Linked DNA regions of Mus musculus: region 2 is linked to region 1. Evidence: chromatin contacts called from public ChIA-PET data. All regions are on one chromosome and are shown on one strand. Each heading gives the region's core, a stretch centred on a gene start, on an enhancer-like site or on the middle of the called end of the contact. The rest is flanking DNA. Distances are from core to core; before and after follow the strand shown. Region 1 holds the start of Impdh1 (inosine monophosphate dehydrogenase 1). Region 2 overlaps Ccdc136 (coiled-coil domain containing 136).

Region 1 (4,226 bases), core at 1,715-4,214:
AATAGCTGAGTAGTACTCCATTGTGTAAATGTACCACATTTTCTGTATCCACTCCTCTGTTGAGGGGCATCTGGGTTCTTTTCAGCTTCTGGCTATTATAAATAAGGCTGCTATGAACACAGTGGAGCATGTGTCCTTATTACCAGTTGGAACATCTTCTGGATATATGCCCAGGAGAGGTATTGCTGGATCCTCCAGTAGTACTATGTCCAATTTTCTAAGGAACCGCCAGATTGATTTCCAGAGTGGTTGTACAAGCTTGCAATCCCACCAACAATGGAGGAGTGTTCGTTTTTCTCCACATCCTCGCCAGCATCTGCTGTCACCTGAATTTTTGATCTTAGCCATTCTGACTTGTGTGAGGTGGAATCTCAGGGTTGTTTTGATTTGCATTTCCCTGATGATTAAGGATGTTGAACATTTTTTCAGGTGCTTCTCTGCCATTCAGTATTCCTCAGGTGAGAATTCTTTGTTCAGTTCTGAGCCCCATTTTTTAATGGGGTTATTTGATTTTCTGGAGTCCACCTTCTTGAGTTCTTTATATATATTGGATATTAGTCCCCTATCTGATTTAGGATAGGTAAAGATCCTTTCCCAATCTGTTGGTGGTCTTTTTGTCTTATTGACGGTGTCTTTTGCCAAGGCAACATTTAATTGAGTCTAGCTTACAGATTCGGAGGTTCAATTCACTATCATCCAGGCAGGAGGATGGCAGCGTCCAGGCAGATGTGGGACTGTAGGAACCAAAATTTCTATACCTTGATCCAAAGACGGACAGGAGAAGACTGGCTCTCATGTGGCTAGGAGGAGGGTCTCAAAGCCCACTTCTTCAGTGACACACTTCTGCCGACAAGGCCACACCTACTCCAATAAAGCTATACCTCCTAATAGTGCCACTCCCTGGGCCAAGCATATGCAAACCACCACAATTGCTGTGTTCCTATTACCTCAACCTCTGAGGTAGCTGAGATTACTTACAGTCCTGCACCACCTAGTGTGGCCTAATTCTGCTTGCTTGCCTTTCTTTCTTTCTTTCTTTCTTTCTTTCTTTCTTTCTTTCTTTCTTTCTTTCTTTCTTCCTTCCTTCCTTCCTTCCTTCTTTCCTTTCTTTCTTTCTTTCTTTCTTTCTTTCTTTCTTTCTTTCTGTCTGTCTGTCTTTGCTTGCTTATGTATGTATGTATGTATGTATGTATGTATGTATGTATGTATTTATTTGAGATAGGTTTAACTGTGCATCCCTGGCTGGATTGGAACTTGCTATGTAGTCCAGACTGGCCTTGAGCTCACAGAGATCATTGTAGCTCCGCCTTCTGAGTGTTTGGATTAATGGCTGTCCTACTTAGGGTTATTGTTGCTGTGATGAAACACCATGACCAAAATCATATTGGAGAGGAAAGGGTTTATTTGGCTTATACTTCACATTGTGGTTCATCATTGAAGGAAGTTGGAACAGGAACTCAAGCAGGGCTGGAATGGAATCTTTTTTTTTTTTTTTTTTTTTTTTTTTTTTTTGGTTTTTTTTCGAGATAGGGTTTCTCTGTATAGCCCTGGCTGTCCTGGAGCTCACTTTGTAGACCAGGCTGGCCTTGAACTCAGAAATCCGCCTGCCTCTGCCTCCCGAGTGCTGGGATTAAAGGCGTGCGCCACCACGCCCGGCACAGGGCTGGAATCTGGAAGCAGAAACTGACTGATGCAGAGGCCATGGGGAGGTGCCATGATCTTCATGGCTTGCTCAGCTTACTTTCTTATAGAACCCAGGACCACCTGCCCAGGGATGGCACCACCCACAGTAGGCTGGGGCCTCCCAACCACTAAGCAAATGCTCTACAGCCTGATCTTAGTCATTTTATCATTTTCTCAATTGACATTTACTTGGTTCAGATGGGGGGAGGGGTGTGTGCCCACGACAGAGTCTGGTACCAAGGGCAGAGTTAACTTCTGTCAAGTTGACATCAAACTAGCCAACACAAAGACCATAATTTTGGGTTCTTGAAATGGATCTTAGTGCCAGCAGATCATCCAACTTTATTTATTTTATGTGTGTAGGTGTCTTTCTACATGTATATCTGTGCAGCATGTTCATGCAGTGCCTGTAGAACCCAGAAGAAGGCAACGAATCACCTGTTACAACCTGACAGTTGTAAGCTGCCATATGGGTGCTAGGAATTGAACCAGGGTCCTATGGAAAAGCAACCCGTGCTCTTAATCACTGAGCCATCTTAACAGCCCCAGATCACCAAGCGTCTATTATTTATTCCTGAGATCGTCAGATGTTAAAAAAAAAAAAAAAGTATTCAGTGTAAGAATTGTCAGTTGTTTGTTTTCTATCTACTCGGCCTCCTCGAACAAATTGCCCGAAGGCAGTAACTCTTCTTGCTTTCCCAGAGAGTTGCTTTATGAAAGCTGACAATAGTAACAAAGCTGAAATAGAAAGTGTTTTCTAGGCAGCAGATGAGCAAATGCGAGTTAGTGCGTGTGTGCTCAGCCCTACTTCCCTGTAAAGGAAGACTATAAGCAGGGCAAGACTAGGGTCTTTTCCTTCAGGAGCTAGTAGCCTGTTTGTCTTCCCTGGGTAGCAGTATAAAGAAATGGTGAGGGTTGTTGAATAGGTAGGGCTTGCTGGAGTGTCCCACCTCTCTTGCCCAGGACTGGAAGCACTCCAAGAGGCCATGCAATAATAGTTCATTACCCTGGTGTTTGCGCTCCTTTTCCTCAGATGAAACCAGGAGAAACTCGAAGGTGCACGACACAGGGTACAGCGGAGGGTCCTCTTCAGTTGGGTCCTTGAAGAACACAAACCTCGCTCCACCTCACCATCTGCTCATCTGCTTACTTTTCAGCCTGAGTGGCGTCTCATGGGGGCGGAACAGAGCGTAGTGCCAAGGGCGGAGCCCTATGGACTCCAGGACCCCAAACCAGCTCTTCCAGAGCCCCGCCTCCCAACAACCAGCCCCGCCCCTTCCAGTAGACCCCGCCCACTACCCCGCTCCCTCCGGGAGCGGACTGGGGCTCTTATTGCCTACGCCGGTTCGGGAGCCTCCACGCGGAGAGGCTCCCGCCGCCTAGAGCTGCGGCCTCCGCATGGCATGGAGGAACCGCTCTCACCCCCACCGGAGTCCGGGCTGCTCTCGCCGCTGCTGCAGGGAGGTGGAGCGGCTGCCGCTCCAGAGCCCGGAGCCCGGCAACACCCGGGACATGAGACCGCGGCGCAGCGGTACAGCGCCCGCCTGCTGCAGGCCGGCTACGAGCCGGAGAGGTGACGCCCAGGGCAAGGCGCGCGGGCGCATCCGGGGCGGGCGGCAGAGAAGGGCGCGGCAACGCCGGGAGACCGGGTAGCGCTGCGGGGGAGGCCAGAGGCAGGTCCCCTCTACTGCCATTGCACTTCCCCAGACGCAGTTAGACTGTCATACACCTGACTCTTGGCTGGCGGATGCAGGCGGGCACTGTGCAAACAGTTCAGTGCCGCGTTACTCCGGGGAGCTGGAGAGAGGGCGCAGGTTGTAATATCGCTCCCTAACATTTTATCTAAGATCCGACCTATACTACACACTCAGCGACGCTTGGTACAAGTGGCTCCGACCTCTGGGGTACAAAAAGTGCTTGTTGGAGTCCCGGTCCAACGGCGCTTTCTCCTCAGCTTTCTTCTTCCTAGAATGTATTCAATAGGTGTGGGTGTCCGGATTGAGTGTCTCCCTAGGACTAGGGGAAGGTACTTGCACTTTCTCACCAGGCACTGAGATCCAGTGAGGCGGCTGCTGTTCACTCCTTGGAAAGACTTGTACCCCAATGCAGGGGGTCTGAAAGGCAATGAATGAGGGTCCCTGGAGAAAGAGTTGGGGCAGTGAACTGGGCCTCAAGGGAACGAGCTGAAAAAAGAGACAGCGGCTAATCTCTGGATTGTATCGCAGTTTGAAATGCAATCCTACTGTCCTTCCGGTCCAGGGGATTTGGACTTCTTTCTCTACCCCATCTGCTGGTGCTCAGCAGCTTGGGGAGGTGATCTGGCAGCTGGGTTTTGAGGGGAGGGTGGTCTGGGGAATTAGCCAGGTAGTTCTTCTGCCCAGGGTTTGGCCGCTTATGTAAGAACTTTTAACGGCTTTTGGGGCTACGAAGCCCAGCCCCTCCTGCCGTTGCTGGCTGTCTCTTTAGAACTGACTTAGGCTTAAGCAACCTGCCATCCGTTTTTCTATAATAGAAATCTAGTTTGGAGGGCTTGGGGTTTTAGA
Region 2 (4,398 bases), core at 42-2,541, 200 kb before region 1:
ACCTACCTCTGTTTCACAAGGCCTTTGCCTTTGCCTTAACCTACAGGAGACTGGTGTGGGGCAGCTTTCTGCTACTTTGAAAAAAATCTCCCAGGACAGATACTAAGTGATTTTAGAGCTCCCGTTCTACTGGTTTCTGTACTCTGGCAGAAACTTCCTCCCTGAAGCTGTGTAGGTAGGTCTCACGCACACCCGGGCTCCCTATCACACCGATGATCTTCTTAAGTCAAGTGCCCCCATCCTGACCTTGGGCTCAGTCCTCTCCACCACCCCTCATGGGACAATCAGCCCAGCTGCAAATGTGTGACTATGAATTTGTTTCTTGGAAGATTCAGGCTTGGAATCAAGGTCTTGCTCCTCACTAGTCCCTGTACCTTCTCCCTGAAAGTATGTTTTCCATGCCTCAAGTATACATTCAGTATTAGATCAAGGAAACAGTTTACACGTGACTTCCCAGTTTCTATGCTACCCAGGCTCTCAGCCTGGATATCTAACACCCCTGGAATGCTCAAGAAGTCCCACAGTTTGGACTTCCTCCATTTCCTGATTCTCCTTGTTCATGGGAATATTAAAACTGGTAGTTTTAGCCTGAACTGAAACTGTCTACCTGCTCTTGCTTACACTGAGACCTTGGACCAAATTTATTGCCCAACTCTGAACAGATTTGTGTAGAAATTCCTAGCCATCTTACCTCACAGGCATGACAGTGACTCCTGATAGTGTCTGACAAACAATGATTTTTCTATTTAGTTCCTATAACCTGGCCCAACGTTCAGTAAAATAATGTAGTTGGCACCATGATCCTGTCTGCTGCAACTGTTTTCCTTGGAGATGACTGGGGCTAGATTTGTTATGGAGACTCAAAAGGTTACAGACTCTGACAATGGAGCAGACTTTCTAGCCCACACAAAAAGATGACACACTCAGGGCTGGTCAACAGGAATCAAAACAAACAGTGAGCTGATTGCACATATTTTGAAAATGCCATGTTGTGGGGATAGAACCCAGTGGTCAGACAGACCTTCCAGGCCACCTAAACTCTGTTCTAGATGCTGCTTTCTCTTCAGCTCTTTAAAAAGAAAATCATTCTGCATCCAAACATCACAGCAGAGCGTGCGCCTCTGCGTGAGATACTCAGGGTGTCTAAGTAGTGGAGCCCGTGGAAGACCCTGACAAGGGCGTCAGTCTCATCCTACTTCCTATCCAAATAGGCCTTCCTGGTTCAACTCTTCTACAGAGCCCTTTCCCTGCCGCACAGCTGTCCTCACAAGAGCCAAACCCCTTCCTGCTGCTGTGGTTACCTTATTCTCACAACTGGAGGACTTAGGCCCTCTAGCATCTTGAGGGTTCGCCAACACTTCCTGGAAATGAGACTCTTTGAAACCTCGAAGATGCTTGTGTGCCTCTAGCTGCTCCTTCAGTACACACTCCTGGTTTTGTGTCAGCTTTCGCTGTTGCTCCTGCATGTTTTGGTAGAGCAGCTGCATTTCACACAGATCTTGCAGCTTTGAAAGCAGCTCCTGACTCTGAGTAGGGAGGAGGAAGGAAAGGCGGCGATTAAGGAAGAAACGCCCTCCTCAGCCCCATCCCTGCTGGGCTCTGCCTCTTCCCTGCTTCACAGAGCCCTTCTGGGGAAAGCGGTTCTTTCCATGGAAGTTTGCTAATCGGAAAAAAAAAAGACTCCAATGTGTAGATATTTTACAGTTCACAAACTGATTTCAGGTGTACTTCCTCCAGACTGACCAAATAGCTAAATACATAACACTGCACAGACTTCAGAATATAAATGTTAAAGTTTAAAGCCTTTATGAAGAAAAACCCAAATCAGCTCTGTGGGGAGAATGGTAAGAAAATAAAAGGTACCTGAGCAAGAAAGGAAACTGCTCACTTCCCTCTCTTCCCCATGGACAGCTATACCTGGAAGCCTCTCAGAGCAGCCTCCCCCTGATCAATGGTCTCGCCCTGGCAATGAGTACCTTCTGCAAGATGCCACATTTGGGCTGTGGGAATGTGAGCCTGTGCAGCTCTTCCTGCAGCTGGCCCTGCTCCTCCTGCAGCCTCCTCTGGTCCTCCAGGAGCTCACACTGTTCCATCTGCAGGTGCCCAATCTCCTCCTGGCTGGCTTTGAACTTGTCCTGCAATTCTGTCAGTCTGGCCAGCAGAGCATCACACTATGGGTCAGGAGTGCAGGGCAAGGTTACTACAGAAGGTATAGTTAGGGGCTGGCACAGCACCGTGTGCTCCCTGCCTCCTGCCACTTTTTCGGCCCCCTCTCTTCCTTGTTCAGTCACCTGGATTGATCGCCCTGTGCAGCTCAGACCTCTATGTTAAGGGGGCGCCATTAGGTAGTTCTGAGCACTCCATCATACTGTACTAAGCTCATCTGCCACGCTCCCAGAGAGTAGCTTGAGAAGCAGAGATCTCAGTGCCCTCCCTTCCCTGTGACACACTATCTCCAGCTCCCAGCAGTGCAGGGAAAACCAGTTCAAGCCACCCTGTCAATTGTTTTTAGACTTAATTTATTTACTTCATCAATCAGGACTTAATTTGGATATAATTTTTCTTATTTTTTGTTTTCCTGACTTTTGACACCCATATTGGAAATTGAACCTAGGACCTAATGTATGCTAGGCCAGTGCTCTACCACCGAGCTACATCCCTAGTCTTAATCATACTGTAAAACCTTTAGTAAAGTAAGAGCCATTGCTGAATTTGGGTTAAAGCTACATTAGCCTCTTATTCTCAGAACCAGGTATTTTAAAATCAAGTAAAACCTCAGTGACTTGTACGGCAGCACACCTTTCACTTCCTGTAAGCTCTAGCACTGTACGAGGTATTGAAGCAAATCAGGGATCCAGTGGATCTCTCAACTGAGTGGGAGTGAAGAAAGCAGGCAAAATGTAAGCCCTGGGATGGAATGGCAACCAGACTGTGACCTTCTCAGTCCTCTATATCATAAAGGCCTTTCCCTAGGGTCACTGTCTACTACTGGGAGAGGCAGGAGCCGGAGCACCCTCGCAGAACATGGCCAGGCTCACCATCTCCCAAGACTCTTATGCCTTTTCCCCAAGGGGCTCCACTCCTTTCTAGTTCCTATCATAATCAAGGGCTGACAGTGCTCAACAGGGTAAATGGCAATGGCTGACTGACATCTTATACACCACAGAAAAAGTCAACAAACCCTTATGTATCATTGCTGGAATTATTTTCTTAAAGAAAGTGAGTCAAAAATATTGTCCTGTACCAAGCTGGGTATGGTGGTACATGCCTATAATCTGAGCAATAGAAGTGGAAGCAGGAGAATCACCACAAGTTCAAGGGTAACCTAGTCTAAACACAAGACTCTGTCTCAACACTCATCTCTAAAAAACAAAACAAAACAAAACAAGAATAGCATTTTGTTTAATTTGAAGCAAAATTCAAGATTTGGGAATTTACTTCAAGTCTGACTATATCCTAAAAGAGCACTGGTTCTTCTAATACTCAAATCAGCATTCAAGGTACAGACCATATCCTTAAAATCACTTGCAAGTTGTTTCAGAAATCTGGCTCTATTCTTTTTAGTTTAGTTATACATGTGTATGTATGTGCCTCCCTTCAAATGATGAGACATCAGTACAGTTATAATACCACTGTAGAAATGCATATATACATGGGGTTGTATAAAAACCACATGTTCATACTGCCTGAGATCAAACGCATTCATCTACTAAGCTATGGTTCTTATTCAAGTCAAGTTCAAGACGAACTGTTTTAAGGCCAGCAGACATGGGTCTGCCTTTGTCTTCTACCTTCAGTTGGGCGACCTTGTCTGCTTCTCCTCTCTCCCAAGCTGGCCAGAAGCCCTTAGCACTCTGAAGTACAATTACCTTGTTTGAGCAGTTTCCATTCTCTTCACAGAGGGACTGGCTGGACTTGAGCTCTGTCAGCTCCTGCTGGCAGAGCAGGAAGTCCTGCTCCAGCTGGTCATACATGTGCTTCTGGCGCTCCAGCTCATCCCTGCTGAACTGATACAATCCCTTCATCTCCTGAAGCTGGAGGTGTATCCCTGAATTCTGGGTAAGGAAGGCAGAGCCATCATGCCATGTACAACTACCGCCTCACTATTGATCTTTCCGCCCTTACCTTTCCGACCCTGACTTCATCCCAGCCAGGGAGAACCAAACAGACCTATCCTTAACAGGCTTGACACCCTGACCTTGGGAGACTTCCTCCTGAAGGAAGCAACAGGATTCCTGTCTGTAGACTGATTTTCTGGTTTAAAATAAAAGGAAACTGTGGCTATCTCACAAGCAGCTCTTTCTACATGCCCTGGGTCCACTTCACCAGCAACTCCTCCACAGAACTCCAACAGTCCCACTCTGCTTACCCTCACAGAAGATCCTGCCTGGCTATGTG

The links. ChIA-PET counts read pairs in DNA pulled down with a chosen protein or histone mark.
Region 2: a contact with region 1 is called in an RNA polymerase II ChIA-PET map of memory CD8 T cells, with 21 read pairs. The contact joins the enhancer-like site here to the promoter of Impdh1 in region 1. A contact is called at or near these places in 1 of 39 promoter capture datasets (embryonic stem cells), 1 of 484 Hi-C or Micro-C datasets (embryonic stem cells), 2 of 115 datasets of contacts at active chromatin or transcription factors (embryonic stem cells and memory CD8 T cells) and 3 of 9 other capture datasets (adipose tissue, liver and pancreatic islet).

What each region holds. Positions count from the first base shown.
Region 1 is chr6:29,215,102-29,219,327 of GRCm38.p6, reverse strand. It overlaps Impdh1 (inosine monophosphate dehydrogenase 1), which reads left to right and starts at 2,964. Exons shown (of 15, transcript NM_001302933.1): 1 at 2,964-3,256. The coding sequence starts at 3,087.
Region 2 is chr6:29,412,559-29,416,956 of GRCm38.p6, reverse strand. Ccdc136 (coiled-coil domain containing 136) reads right to left here. Exons shown (of 18, transcript NM_001347071.1): 11 at 3,870-4,055; 12 at 1,977-2,171; 13 at 1,302-1,526. Among named protein-coding and RNA genes, the nearest start is that of Ccdc136, 18 kb to the right of the region's middle. Within about 2 kb of position 1,291, at least 28 of the 459 cell types and tissues checked have an H3K27ac peak or open chromatin away from gene starts, as enhancers often do. A contact at or near this core is called in memory CD8 T cells, where this site is marked.